3 separate regions of the Sus scrofa genome follow, and regions 2 and 3 are each linked to region 1. A link is a contact called in public Hi-C and HiChIP or PLAC-seq data. All regions are on one chromosome and are shown on one strand. Each heading gives the region's core, a stretch centred on a gene start, on an enhancer-like site or on the middle of the called end of the contact. The rest is flanking DNA. Distances are from core to core; before and after follow the strand shown.

The links. A called contact is a pair of places that touch in the nucleus more often than the background predicts. HiChIP or PLAC-seq counts read pairs in DNA pulled down with a chosen protein or histone mark.
Region 2: a contact with region 1 is called in an H3K27ac HiChIP or PLAC-seq map of skeletal muscle, with 9 times the contacts expected there. The contact joins two enhancer-like sites. A contact is called at or near these places in 5 of 47 Hi-C or Micro-C datasets (embryonic fibroblasts, fetal heart ventricle, fetal skeletal muscle and 1 more) and 1 of 2 datasets of contacts at active chromatin or transcription factors (skeletal muscle).
Region 3: a Hi-C map of skeletal muscle shows a contact between it and region 1, with 4 times the contacts expected there. The contact joins two enhancer-like sites. A contact is called at or near these places in 20 of 47 Hi-C or Micro-C datasets (adipocytes, alveolar macrophages, brain and 12 more) and 2 of 2 datasets of contacts at active chromatin or transcription factors (alveolar macrophages and skeletal muscle).

The regions. Positions count from the first base shown.
Region 1 is chr13:115,622,180-115,627,061 of Sscrofa11.1, forward strand. All of the region lies in intron 1 of LOC106505748 (a long non-coding RNA gene), which reads left to right. Among named protein-coding and RNA genes, the nearest start is that of TBL1XR1, 140 kb to the left of the region's middle. Within about 2 kb of position 2,577, at least 77 of the 83 cell types and tissues checked have an H3K27ac peak or open chromatin away from gene starts, as enhancers often do. A contact at or near this core is called in fetal skeletal muscle and skeletal muscle, where this site is marked.
Region 2 is chr13:116,612,927-116,617,808 of Sscrofa11.1, forward strand. No RefSeq gene overlaps it. Among named protein-coding and RNA genes, the nearest start is that of KCNMB2, 130 kb to the right of the region's middle. Within about 2 kb of position 2,220, at least 2 of the 83 cell types and tissues checked have an H3K27ac peak or open chromatin away from gene starts, as enhancers often do. A contact at or near this core is called in skeletal muscle, where this site is marked.
Region 3 is chr13:116,565,384-116,570,265 of Sscrofa11.1, forward strand. No RefSeq gene overlaps it. Among named protein-coding and RNA genes, the nearest start is that of KCNMB2, 180 kb to the right of the region's middle. Within about 2 kb of position 2,343, at least 4 of the 83 cell types and tissues checked have an H3K27ac peak or open chromatin away from gene starts, as enhancers often do. A contact at or near this core is called in fetal skeletal muscle and skeletal muscle, where this site is marked.

The DNA.
Region 1 (4,882 bases), core at 1,327-3,826:
CCTGACAATTCACTCATTTTCTCCAGGATTTTTATTAAAATGCAATTTAGAGGGGATAAAGTTTCTTCTCTTTTCTCTTTCTATTCACTAGAATAAACCCTAATTACCACCAGGGCAGAATAAATAGGCTTCCAGAAGATTGCAGCAATAGGTAAAGGAACCAGTGGAAGCCCCCCCCCCCCCAACAGCCGCGAAGGCACTTACTGTCCACTGATACCTTGCTCAATTCAATGTGAAGAGCATTTATGGAGCAGCTTGTTGTGAGGCACTGGGCTGGGGTGGGGGTGGGGACAAAACATTTCTTTCCCTGAGTGTGGTTTATGGTAGAGGTGGGGAGCTAGTCTCGAGCTCAACTAAGATACTGTACAAATTAGACCAGTAAGGGCCGTGCTGGTGTATTATTAGGATATTTTTGGTTGCAAGCAATAAAAATGTAAACTAAGTCGAACAATAGAAATTCGTTGTAAAAAATACTGGGCTGTCCCAAGGAACCTTGGGTAAGTGGGACTGTATCAGGGACACAGGAAGGTAGCAATGCCAACATCAGACCTTTCTTGGCCTCTCAGCTGCGTTCTCCCAGCCCGGCTCTATCTCTCTATCTCTACCTCTACCCCTATCTCTCTCTTCAGATTGGCCTTTCCTCCACCTGACGGGAAACACGGTCATAGAGAAGGTTCCTAACTGAATAACATCTTGCAGCTTTAGGCCTGAGGAGAAATTTTTTTCACTTCCAGTTTCAAAATTCTCTAAGACTTCTTATTGGACTAAAAGTGTCAGCTCTTCACTTCTGGACCAATCCCACGTGGCGAAGTGGGGGAGGAGAGGATTTGGGAAAGGGCTGGGAATAATCCAGTTTAGGTCAGAGGCACATTCCTTGCCCTGCCCCCACTTGCACCAGTAGTAAAGGCAGCAAGAGAGCTCTTCTCAGGGATATGTGAGACCAGCGAGAGGAGAGGGGGGAGAAAGGGAGGGGGAGAGAGGGAGAGAGAGAGAGAGGGAGAGGGGGAGACGGGGAGAGAGGGAGCGGGGGAGAGAGAGATCAGGGAGGCACCGGGCTCCACAAAGCGGGGAGAGTGAGTAGGGGGTACAGGGCCAGCACTTAAGCCGACCGCTTTTTCAGAACCATCACAGCGACTCTGGCCTGACAAGTAACACTACTGAGGGCAAAAACTGGAATATTTGAAGGCGGGTGTCCCTTACGAAATCCAGCTTTCATTTAATCCTCAAAACAGTGACTGTAGGGATTACAGCTACCCCGTTTTTACAGATGAGGGATACAGAGAGGTTAAGCACTCTGTCCATACTTAAACAGCTAATAAGGGTCAGAACAGGACTGGGAATCAGGCAGCGCACAGCCAGTGTGCGGTGTGCCCCGCAGGGGGCTCCCACAAAGAACTCCTTGGGTTTGTGTGTAGGGGGCGGAGGAGAGGGTGGCAGGAGTTCCGAGGAGGATCAGTCCGTCCCTGGGATTTAAGGCTGAAATTCTGCGTCGTCCCTGGGCTGTCTAGGAAGGTTTCAACAGGTCTAGGAGAGGGAGGAAGGGAGCTGCGCCAGCGGGTAGAGGTCTGGGTGCCTAGTCCCAGAGTTGCGCCTGCTAAGGCAGGTGGGCGAGGGGATGCGGGGGAAGGAGAGCAGGCAGAAGCTGCGGGGCCAGAAAAGAAGGCCTAGGCCCAGTGGGGAAGGCCACGCCCCAGCTGGGAGTGCTCCTCTCCAGATCTCAGCCTCTGAACGCAATTCCATTTAAGGGCAACCTTGCCCGATTCACACCTAGCCTTGAAGATTACAGACCGCCCTTTGGTCAATTTGCAGGGTGAAAGCGGGAACCTACCACCCTACACCTGCAATTCCAGCGCCATAAAGGAAGCCAGACATGTCCTATAAAATGTCACCATCGCTGAGGTGCAGTTTCCAAGGGGGTATCCGGTAGAGGGAAATACTCCGCAGCTGGCGACCCTCGAATCTGCGAATTCACTGCAGCGGGGGAGGAAGGCTCCAGTACAGAGTGGGGGAGGGGGCAGGAATCTTCTTTCTTGCCCTCTGCTCCTCGCTTGGTAATCAGGCTCGGCCACGTGACTAAAGCTTGGGGTAGGGGTAGGGGCAGGGGATTGCGGCCTGAGTAATTTTTGCCAGAGGGGTGTTTGACCAAACATAAATAGTGAAGGAACTAGAGTTGGGAGCCACGATGGGGCTGGGCTGCAGAGACCCCGACGCCGCTGCGGAGCCAGAGAGCCTGAGCGCTGAGCCGCTGCCGCCCCTCCCCCAGTCCAGCCCGCGAGCTCATTTTCGCTTGGCCGGTCCCCGCGCTGCCGGATGGATCGCGCCCCACCCCCGCTTCTCTGCTCAGTCATTCAGACTTGGAAAGTCAATAACACGCTGACATCATCAGGGGTTTGTGTATTATTACAAGGCTACTTTCCAGAGTACCTGGCATTATCTAAGAGAGGAGCACTCTGGCTGCCTAAGGAAGGGCCCGGGTTGTGGGCCTCGGGAGGGGCGGCTCTCCAAGCCAGGCCTTTTCCTCCTGGGGGAGCATCTTCAGGGCACCGATTAGAAACAGAGTATGTGCTTTTGCTGCACTAAATGCAGATGCACTTTAGATATCAATACATGCTTTATTTTGGCTGGGGGTGCACCTATAAATCATTACTAAGTGACCTCTATTTCTACCAAAGACATCCACTTGGTCTTTAAGAAGCATTTTTAGTGATCCTCCCAAAGGAAAAAAAGGCATGTTTTATGACAGGAAGCCAAAGGCTGACTCTTTTGAGACTCTTGGGGTTTGTGTGTGAGTCTCTATTATGTAATCGCCATCACGGGTGATTAGGTCTTCTTTTTCCCTCCAGGGCTGGCTTGGGTGGTTTGGTTGCTGTGTTTTTCTTAAGCCTCTTGCGGAGCAAACACACACATAAAAAAAATCCCAGATTTATGGTGCTAAACTGCTCTCCAAGCAAATTGCCTTGAAGAGTGTCTCGTTTTGAAGGAGAGAAATAGATGAATTTTTTTGTTAATTAAGACTCCTTATCTTCCTCCTCTGGCATTTCCTTTTCTAGAATGAGTTTTTAAAGTAATTTTATATATTTTAGATATTTTCTTCCTTCTCTCCTGCTGTAATGGTACTTGTAATGGCTTTAAATAACTGATTGTATAGATTACTGCACTTTTGTTCTGTTAATACAAACACCCCGCCCCCTTCAGTTAAAATATGTAAAACTCAGTAACTTCCACAACATGGTACCTTTTAAGTTTGGCCAAACAGGCTATATGGTTTTTTTTTACACACACAAGGCTGATCTCATTGAAAATCTCCCATTATCTTAAATTGCAAAAAATACACTCAGTGGGAAACTGGTGGCTACCTGGAAGATCGCAAGGGGAGTGCCTTTCTTCACTGGCCTGATCTCATCCTCTGTACCTAAGGCTGGGAGAGATCAGGGATTGATATAAAAGTCTCTAGGGCTCCCCAGAAGAAAGCAAAGCAGCCATGTTTCTCAACAATGTAACACCTTCCCTCTATGTACTTGATCATTTCAGGAGAATTTGTAGTCAGTTGTAACCACTTCCCTCCAGGTGGTCTGAGGAAAAATTCCCCACCAGGTTTGCACTTCTAAAATCACCTTTGCAAGCCTGCCCAACAACCCTCCTACCCCACCTCCAGTTTTACCCTGGAAATTTCTGAGGTGCAGGCAGCTGACAAGGTCCAGTGTACCATCCTTCCAAGGTGGTTCAGTAGGTTTTGTTCTGTGAAGCTAGAAGCTGCTAAAGGGGGTTGGGAGAGTGGGGTGCATCACCAACCAGTGCACTGTTGACTTAGGGGCTTTCCCTTAGTTCCTTAGAGAAGACTGTGCAGACCAGAGAGTTTGTTCCTTTGGTAGTTAAGATGAGGAGTCTCTCAAATATCTAAGCACTTCTCTTTTCTTGCCTGTTGTTCCTCTGGCCTGTGCCCAAGCCTCTTCTTCGTATGTGACCCATGTAGCGGTCTTTACTATATAAGGATATCAGCCATCTCATTCTAGATGTTGAGCTTTGATAGCTGGCCACTAACTTCCTAACCTGGAGCTTCTACCTAAGCAGGGAGAACAAAGGTCACAGGACCACTTGGGCAGAAGCTCCAGGACAGGAAGCTGGTTGTCAGCTGTTAAAGCTCCAGAACTAGGTGCCTGACACCTTTGATGAGCAAGGAGCCTATGCTGGCCAGGGAGAGGAGAAAATTTAGTGCAATGGAACTAAGCTGGGGAGACCAAGAAGCAGGATTCTTGGTCCTAGAGAAGCTTGGTATGTTCCCAGAGGCAGATACAGAAACAACAGCTGGAGAGCATGCTCTCTGCTCAGAGCTGAGGGCCTTTGCTGGGTTGGTCCTTGTGTGCTGGGGCAGGGGGGCAGGGAGAGGAACTCTGTGTGACCTATGGCATCTGGTTGCTCATCTCACAGATGCCCCTTCAGGAAGTTTGGTGGCGTAATGGGCCTTGCAGGAATGACATGATAGTTCCCAGTTCCTCTAGGGAAAAGAGGTCAGCTTCCAGGCCTTTACTGCTAAATATCTGTCAGCTGTTTAGAATTGGGTGCATTTTAACTACAGGCTGTGTCTTTTCAGATAGTAATGTGAAAATTCCCGAGATTAACATCATTTATCAAGCCCTAATTTGATTTAGAAAAGACAGCATCTTCACATAGACCCTTTACCTTGATGAAAAGACCACAGCAATGGTTAAAATATCTGTGGGCAAGATTTCTAACCCATTGCTCACTAATGTTTAAAAAAATTAGAGAAATAAATTGCAAAAGTCCAATAATACAATCACAATTTTCTTATTACTAGAGTCAGAAAATTATATTCGCAAAATTACTGTCAAACTACTATACATGTTTCTAAATGTCATTATCA
Region 2 (4,882 bases), core at 970-3,469, 990 kb after region 1:
TTACTTTTCATATGCGACTGTCACCTTTTAGGGGTCAGTGCAATTCTAAAAGATTTCAGCTGATGCACAAAAAAATTGTCTGTGGGTTCAGTTAAGATGTGTTAAAACTAATACACTTTTTTTCCTTTACCTCACTCTGTGTGATAAGACACTAATGAGTTACCCTGTGGGTTGTGGATATTCCATTTCCGATCATCCTCTTACCATCACTCTAAACATTTACATATAGAAATTTTGAGATCATCAGGTGTTCTTTTAAACTGCAGCTAATTCTTCTCACTTCCTAGGGAAGGGTCCCATCCCACCCTGGAATAGCCCACAATATGCTTTATGGGTAGTTATGAGAGAGTGAAAGGCAGAGATCCAATTCTCAGTTATGGACAAAGAAAAATTTATTTTAAAAATTAGACCAAGAAGTTAAGGTGGGATATGGGGAAGACAGCAGAGGAGAACTGGGGAAGTCATACAGCAAAAATAGAAAGCTTCCCTAATAAAACTCATGCACAGATGTACAAGGTCAGATTCCAGAGGGAAAAATTCACTAGAAAAAAATAAATTGTTTGGGGGGGGGAGGTAAAAAACGTCCTCTACACAGACAAATCGGGTCAAAATAAAATCAGGAGAGGAAAGAGCTAGCAGGTCTTTACACACTAGAAAGCCTAAATTAGCTTTCAGTCTTGGAGAATGTACACTAACAGATGCCAGGTTCAACAGAAATGCCTCTGGCAACAGCAGAAACACTAACAAAGGCAACCTGCAGCTGAGAAACAAATGGCCAGGACATCAAACAAAGAAGCACATCCTCTCACATAAGCATGTTCAAAAAGACCTATGTTTGTACCCTGGGATATCACAGGAAATTTCCACATGAAATCTTCCTTCATGACATCTATAGAGCTGCCACAAACCAAACCTCTGTTTTAGGTCCTACAACTATAAACAAGATAAAAATTAAATAAAACGTGTATAGCACTTGAAGCTACATAAACAAAATTTAAGCTTAAACTTTATTTAACCTGCCCTAGGATGATTTTTCTTACATACTTCAAGGAACAGGGACATACGTGCAAAAGAATTTCATTTTCTGGGAAGAAAATAAGATATTTGGGGAAAAAAAAAAAGGATCAAGTGTCTTGTTCATTTGTACAATCAAGTATTAAAAACCACCTACTATGCACATGTTGAGCTCTGTGTTGGCCACTGAGAATACAAATCTATCCTATTTTTTAAATGACTCCTCTTGCTACACTCTATGTTAATTGAATCTAACTCAGAATTTGCATTCAGTTTGGAGTCCCAGGTTCTGATAAACCAGCAGGGGAACCAGGAAGGTTGTGAGAATAGCATCATGGGAGGAGCAGTTGTAGGAATAAGAACAGGCAGTTTGGAGATCTTATAGGCACTTGATTTCTTCAAACATTTTAAGAGCTGACTTGTCAAAAAGAGGGTAGATGTGTGCTACTGGGCTCTAGAGGACAGAACCAAAGAAGTTACAGGGAGAAATATTTTGATGTGATGAAAATAAGGAGCAGAATTGGCTGCCTTAGAAAAGTTTGAGCACCCTGACTCTGAAAATACTCAAATAGAAGTTGAATTACCATCTTATTAGTGATATCATAAGGGGGGAGGCTTTCAGCTCTTGTATAAAGTTAGATTAAATCTATTAATCTGAGATAACAGTGATAGTGGCTTTGGAAGAATCAATCTTATTGATTCTTTTTATATTGAAAGTCATAAGATCAGCATTTTGTAGCTTTAAAATTATGCTTTATTATCTATATTGGGAATTTTTACTGATAATATTATGAAAAGGTGGGTGCATGGGAAGCAATAAATATGCTCACTTTGGGGGATTAAGGGTAGAGGAGGTGTCTTTAGTTCCTTAAGTTCCCAGCGGAGTCTAAGTCTCGGAAATGTCTTTTAAAAGTCTAATTCTTCTACTTGTGCCACAAGTTTCACTCTGAACAAATAAAGGTATCAATGGTGTATCCCCAGGTGCAGGCCTAAAGCTCCTTAAAATTAGGTACAATGTGGTCACTGAAGGCACACTGCTTTTTAGACAGAAAGAGTTCATTACCACTGTTTGGCCATGAGATACATGTTTTGAGTATCTTATGGCCAAGTATGCATCGTTTATGTGAATGTGACCTATTTTAATTGAATGTCTGGTCAGCGAGTAGTTATTTTGGTCCTGAATATTACAAGGCCGTTTATGGAGGCTATCAAATTGCTTTCCAACTCTGTTCAAGCAGCAGTTGTTATAGGATTAACTGGATCAACAGAGTATAGAGAATCTGAAGATGAATCAGAATTGGATTCCTCTTCTAGATAATCTTTATCCTTTTTGGAATAATCCAAAAAACTTTAATACTCCTGCTTCTCCTTACAAGAGTTAGTTCTTTAACACTAAGATCTTTTTTACTGATCTGTTGAAGTTTTTTTTTGTTTGTTTTTTGTTTTTTTTTTTAGCATTTTAGGTTCTTCCTATAATTGGATAACTTAACATTACAGTGGAAAAAATATAAATGGGTGATGGGGTAAGATAAAATATTATCTCTCAGATATAAGTATAGCTTAGAACTATAATATTTGGACAGTGCAATACAAAGTATAAGAACAGACTAATCTGAAATAGAAGTATATGGGAAAATTTAGAAGTATGTGATAAAGAGGTACCCCAATAAGTGGTATTGGGAAAACTGGTTAACTCTTTGGGAAAAAAAGTTAGATTCCTGCTTTTTCTCATTATATATTTTACCAAGATATATAAAGAGATTAAACTATACTGATAGTAGGAGAAAATACATTTTCATTTTAAATGATGACACCATTGTAGGCAAAGTCTTTCTAGGCATGACTCCAAAAGCAGAAACCAAAGTAAAAGACTGATAAATGCAATTATCTAAAAATTAGAACACCCCACATAACAACAAAGGAAAAATAATTAAATGCAAACATACACTAGGAAAAGTATTTGCAACATACTTAAGGTAAATATACAAATAGCTCTTAAAATGAATATGAAAAAGAGAAAAACATAGCCCCTCCCCCACCAAGTAGCCCTAGGACATGAAGAAGTACTTGTAAGGAAGAAATAAAAATGGCCTGTATGCATTTTAAATGTTTAGGCCCATTAATAACAAAATAAACCAAAATTATAAAGGCAATAAAATCTGAGTTATCTATTAGAATGGAGAAAAAAAGGATAATACCTAATATCCAAAAGGTGAAGAAATAGAAATGTTCCTATTTTGCAGGTGGGATTATAATTTTAAAAATATCAATCACTTAAACAATTAATTTAAATGTTTAAAAACATTTCTAGCATGCAGATTGCAAAATATATTGGATCAATTAATATGTGTATATCCTTTGACAGAAATTTTCTTTCTAGAAATTTATCCTAAGGGAAAAAATTAGATGTACATAAAAGAATAAAATGAAATAGCATTCATTAAAGATCACAATGTAGGAATACATTATTTTCATCAAGTATTTATGTGATTTCCAATAATTTCCTGTTTTAAAGGATACTATAATAAATTTGCTTCTACATATTTTGATATATTTATGGAGTTTCTTTCCTTAGGTGAAATTAGCCATCCCATGCCCTTGCCTTTTCTAGACAAAGATGTCTCATTTGCCTCACACAAATTCCAGATCTCCTCTTGAATCTGTCACTGAGGATTTCTCCACTCCTTCCTACCTTCCATCCCTTTCTCCCATCCCTTCCTCCCTCCCTCTCTCTCCCACTCTCTCTTTCCTTTCCTTCCTTCTATTTAAAATGGCCTAATCTGAAATTAATGGTGCAACTACTGTGCTAACTAGTGCACACCCTGAGCCACAGCCATCAGATGGAGAGCCAACAAACCAGTTCAACCACATGTGCAAATATAGGTGAAACACCTCTACCAGCATGTCTGCCATCACTTTGGATCACTTAAAGGGGCATTTGAAAACACATCTCCATCCCCCACCTGACATCCCCAACAATAAGAGCCTTCCAGATGAGTAGCTGCAGTTCCATATGTTGAGACACCATCCCTTAACGTTTTTTAAGTATCAATCCCTTAATGCTTTACCTTCAGATATAACTCCTAACTATCACTGGTAGGGCACTTGGAGGACTTGAGGAAAGTCTGACATGTAGGAAGATGTGACAAAAAGCTTACCTCTCCACACAATTCATAAAACATATTGCCTAATATTTAAGTCAGTTATCGTCACCCTTCCTTTACCTCTAGCCTCTGCTTTACCACCTGTCTACCTGTACACTGGTATTGAGAACACTCATACTTGTAGTGCCTTCCTTTATTCTCATCTTATCTCCTCCTTGACAAATCATCCTGTGTATCCTCTGAAGATAGAATTCCGTCTCCTAGTGCTACCTTATTTGCTGGCTAGAGAATGCTCCTTCTATATCCTACCACTTTGAAGAGTCTTTGGAAAAGCCAAGTTTAAAATTAAAGGAACACCTAAGATGTACAATAATCATAATGTCCTACTATTAATGAGCTTCACCATGAGAAAACCAAGAGTGAGGACAAAAATGGAGCTTCTCTGGGGTGTCTTCTTTATAAGAGGATCAAGATGAAAAAAAAGACAAGGAAGGCATGAATGCATCCGAAACTTAAAGCTCAACAGTTGGGGTCTCCTTTCCTGCAACCTTGTCCAGGCAAGATTGTCCTTCTCTGCATTTTTCTTTCTATGAAATACTTATTCTACTGTTCATGTATGATAGAATTCTTGCCACATTTGTTGAATAAGTCCAGACCCTTCCCTGACATGGAACATGCACTCAGGAGCGTTTGATGAATGAATTAATGTGAAGGAATGGGCTAAGTTCTCTCTCTTAAGTCTTCATGAGAGGAAAAGTGTCAAT
Region 3 (4,882 bases), core at 1,093-3,592, 940 kb after region 1:
ATCCTCTACCATCGACATTTTCTCTTCTTTTCTTCCATATTATCACCCAAAGGTCTCAGAAAACAATGCATTCTGATCCTGACCCCTATACAGCCATCTCACCAAAGTTTCAGTTGATGCTAAAATTTAAATCACAGACAACAGCATCCACTACTACTCAACCCAGAAGAATCTATATTTTACAAGTATCAAATCTTTTAGGCAAAAGGGAAAAATCCATCATGGTGATTGTGGCTTTTTTTATGGAGATTGCCAACCTTATTGTCATCTTCTACAGGGCAGGCTCTTTCCCAACATCCCAATGATTCCAAAGGGGCACTAGAGCTTGATCCCAAAAAATGTCCAAAAGAAGAAAAGATCTTACTTTCTAACCTGAGAGTTAGATGACAAAGAAAACACATGAATCTCCCTTTTTTGCCCTACACACTTACAGGGTGCCCATTATAGGCCAATCACTCTACTAATTCTCCCTTATGTGCTAGCTGATGTATCTCATATTACTCTTCCCTCAAATCCTATGGTAGAGGTAAGTTACTCCATTGTAGTTTTTCAGAACCATTGCAGGCTTTGAATGCCAGAGTTGGAAATGTAATCCAGAATGGTTCTCAACCCTATATTCACTAATGCCACCTCTAAGTATACTCGTGGGTTTCTCTGTTGATATCCTTGCATCTGAAAAATCTTAGCACTATCTTCCAATAGTATTTGCTCTAGACTCAAATTGCCTGGGTTCAACCCCAGCTAAACTGCATGACTCTGGACAAGATACCTAACCTCTTTGAGCTTCGGATCCCTTTTTCATATGAAAGGAGTGATTGTTATACCTACTTTATGGGCTTGTTGTGAAGATTGAGATAAAACCACATGAAATGTTTAGTATACAGAGGCTCAAAATTTAGCATGACCATTACCCCAAGGTCAGAAGTGTAAGGATAACCTGACCCCCTTGCTGTACAGTGGGAAAATTAAAAAAAAAAAAAAAAAAAAAAAGTTTTATCATACAAACAAAACAAAACAAAAAAAAAAAACATCTTTTCTAGCCTTCACACTTTGTCTTCCACCTCTAAAACACTTGCCAGGTTAGTTTCAGAAGCAGGCAGATGTTTTTCAAAAGGGAAAAAGATCTTTACCCAGATGATAGATAAGTTTCAGACTCATGATGTAAATAAAGACTTTAGATTGAAGGTATTTGGGAAAATAAAGGAAGCTGGAAAAGTCTCCTATGAGCTATCAGAGACAATTATTGAAAATGCTATTAAAAAAAAAAAAAAAGAATCGAGGAGTTCCCGTCAAGGTGCAGCAGAAACAAATCCGACTAGGAACCATGAGGTTGCGGGTTCGATCCCTGGCCTTGTTTAGTGGGTTAAGGAGCTAGAGTTGCCATGAGCTGTGGTGTAGGCCACAAATGTGACTCGGATCTGGTGTTGCTGTGGCGTAGGCCAGCAGTAACAGCTCGGATTCGACCCCTAGCCTGGGAACCTCCATATGCCGCGGTGTGGTCCTAAAAAAAAAGAAAAAAAAATTTTTTTAATTAAAAAAATATAAAAGAATAAAAAAAAGAATCGAGCAATAAATTGAGACTGTTTGGAATTTTAAAAAAATCAATAGAATATAGCTTTACATGTTCCTTTAACTTATTTTTTCCAAGACTGGGAAAAAAACAGATTGTTTCATTTCCTTTATTATCGCTTACACTGTGTGGGTACACCCAGAGGAGAAATGTGCCGTGTGTAGGATGAGGTTGAAGAGAGCAGAATGAAAAGAATAAACTGGATAGAAGGTTAGCCAGGAAGCATTCAGCAAAGGCCGCACATATTCTGCAATTTGAATTGAGTACAAAGAGATATAGTAAGACATGTTGTACAACTGTGAGCCTCGCAAAACAGAATTATGAGCTGTATTTCATTATTGACCAAGAAGAGCAACTAGCAAGGCTCAGCGACTGTTTTGGAATTAATAAATGTACCAAAAAAACCTAAACCTCACTTTTCAGAGAATATCTGTGGCATTAGATTTCTGTGTGAAACTTTGGGAACCATTGGTATATTGCTATATTAATATAATATTAAATTTCTAGTGTTATTCGAATGTAAAATAACTACTACTTGTATACTTTTAGGGCTTACCATTCATGTTCATGTGCTTTTGGTCAGTTAATCCTCAAAATTACCCTATTAAGTCAATATTAAAATATCAATTTCAAAGACATAGAAACAAAAATTGAGAAAGGTTAAATAATTTGCTCAAAGTCTCAAGTAATTTAAGGCAGAGACAGGACTCAGGGTTAGATCTTAAGGCTTAAATCCTGTTCTATTTCCAGTAATGACAGCTGTGACTAAGCAGGAAAAGAACGTTTGAGAATATATAGCAGCTTTCTTCCAAGGAGTATGACTGTGTTATAGGCACAGTCTCATTTCTCTCTCAGTATTTCAGAAGGGAGGCAAATTACTGCATTTCCATTTTGCAGCAGTCTTTCCTGTTTCCCTTCACATTAGACACCAAACAATGTATGCTGTTTTAAAAAGAATGCACAGTGTATAGATCCAATTAAACTGAATGATCCTTTTGTCTATTGCTTATGGATCAAGCCAAATGCTCCTAAATGGCTGAAACAAGCAGTAGACAAATTGGTCCCCCATACTGCTGTTATTGACAATAGTCACCTGCTGAAGGGATGTAGCTCTGACCTGCTTTAATTACTTGGCATCTGATCCTGCCTCTATTGTCAAAGTTCTCCAGGAGGAGGAAGAGATCATGGCTAAGTTTTAAATGACTTTAATAAAACAACAACTGTAATCTTTCAAAAATGCGTAAAAAGGTGAAGATCATTAGGGAAATAAAACTCAAACAGAATTGGTTCAGAAACATTTGAAGACTCTGCAGTTAATGAGCAAACATGCAACAAAAGCCAATCAGAGTGATCTTTTTTGTGTATTGGAGAGAACTGCTTCTCATCTCTGAATCCAATTCCCCCTCTCTAAAACAAGGATCCCGATGTCTATTTGCCTTGTGGAGCTGTGAAGATTAAGTGAAAGCATATGTGGTAGCTAGTAAATGTCCTCTTTTTTGTGCGTTTCTTGATACTTGGGCTCATAATTTGAGGATATTGTCACTGAATTTCAGCCAAATGCCTTGATATGACTATAAATTTTTCTCCTACAGAAGTTAAATGCTCTAAAATGCTACACATCATGGGGGCCAAGAGTATAGGGAGTTTACATTGGTGCTGATGATAATTTTTCATTCTGATTTTTGGAGTAGAGACTGTGGCATCCAGAAAAGATTTTTATAATCTCTCAGTGCCTTGGTATCTAAGATTCTTTGGATCTCTGAAAGCCATGAGTGTTTATATCTAAATAAGAATCTGAAGCAGGCCTAGAGATTCTGAAGCCAAAGGAATCAGTTTTCTTCTATTTAGTCTCCACTAGGAACAGAGGAGTGCAGCAAATCTCTGCCAAATATTCCCTTTCCCCAGATAATGCAAGAAAAGCAGAAAAATCAGTGAACATGATCCTGATACCTGAACAATGACTTTAAGTAAATGTCAAAGTGAGATTGGCATAGAAACTGTGAAAAAAGGGATACTCTTATAACTAGAGTTTTTCCCCAAAAAACACACTTTGAAACATGAAGTTAAAGCAATGAGTTTGTAATCACAAAATAAAAATTTTATGCCAAAAGCATAGCGTTAAAGGCTAGAAGTACTGAGAATGAGAGGAAATTTAAACAGAATTATATGTTTTTTAGTTGTCAAGATACATAAGCTTTCATCAGATTACATAAACAGTATAATTTCAGGACCTATAAAATGGATTTCATACCATTTATTTCCAAACTTCAAAATTTTATATTTTTGTTAATTAAACAATGAGGATATATGTGAAAAGATATAACATATATGATTTTGGTGCTTGATGTGATATATACATATTTAACTCACTTTACTAAATAGCAGACTCCTCAGCTCATTGTAATTAGGAGGCTACACAGATCCCTTCTTTGCGAATATTAAGGGTCAATTCATAGCTAGAATTAATGCATTTTGTTATTTTTTATATATGTTATTCAATTCTTAAGCATAGAGAAAGCATTGCTGTTTGTATCTACCTTATCCTCTAAAATGAAACAAAATATAAGAAAATATTTCAAAATATAAATATAGGTTTTGTTAGTTTGCAAAGTGATTGCTTTGGTGGTATTAGCTTCTCATTAAACTCCAAACCAAGCCATCTCATTTCTGACAGAAGTCCTTTGCAATTAAAAAGTATGAATCTCTAGGAGTTCCCTGGTGGTCTAGTGTTCAAGGATTTGGCATTATCACTGCTGTGGCTAGGGTTCAATCCTGGACCTGGGAACTTCTGCATGCCACAGGTGCAGCCAAAAGGAAAAAGAGAATGAATCTCTGAGGGGAAAAGAAAATACAAAGAAAGGGCTTCAAATATGGCAGATTAGGAAGGAGAGTACAATGCCCACTATATTCCTTTTTTTCATTTATAACTCTGTTCCTTTTTGGTCAAGGGTTAAAGGCATTTTCTGGGGTAGTTAGAGTTTCAAAAATGGAGAGGGATGAGACAAATTCTCCTCCCTTTAATTGTCACAGTGTAAAACTTCATATTCACAGTGATTTTTACATTATCAAAAGCCAGAGAAAGCACTTTAGATGTACAAGTATTTATTGTAAGCAAATTCAAGAAGTCTTATTTCTGTGGGCCATGGATATTACTTTCAAGTGAAAAGAATTTCAAGTCAATAATATGTATGTTCCTAATTAAAAGTTCACATTAATCAGAGAATAATGTCTGCTCTGTTCTCTCCAGAACTCAGGACCAAGGTCCCCCACTGTAAATACAGGCTAAGTCTCAAGACCATCACTAAGCTGTGA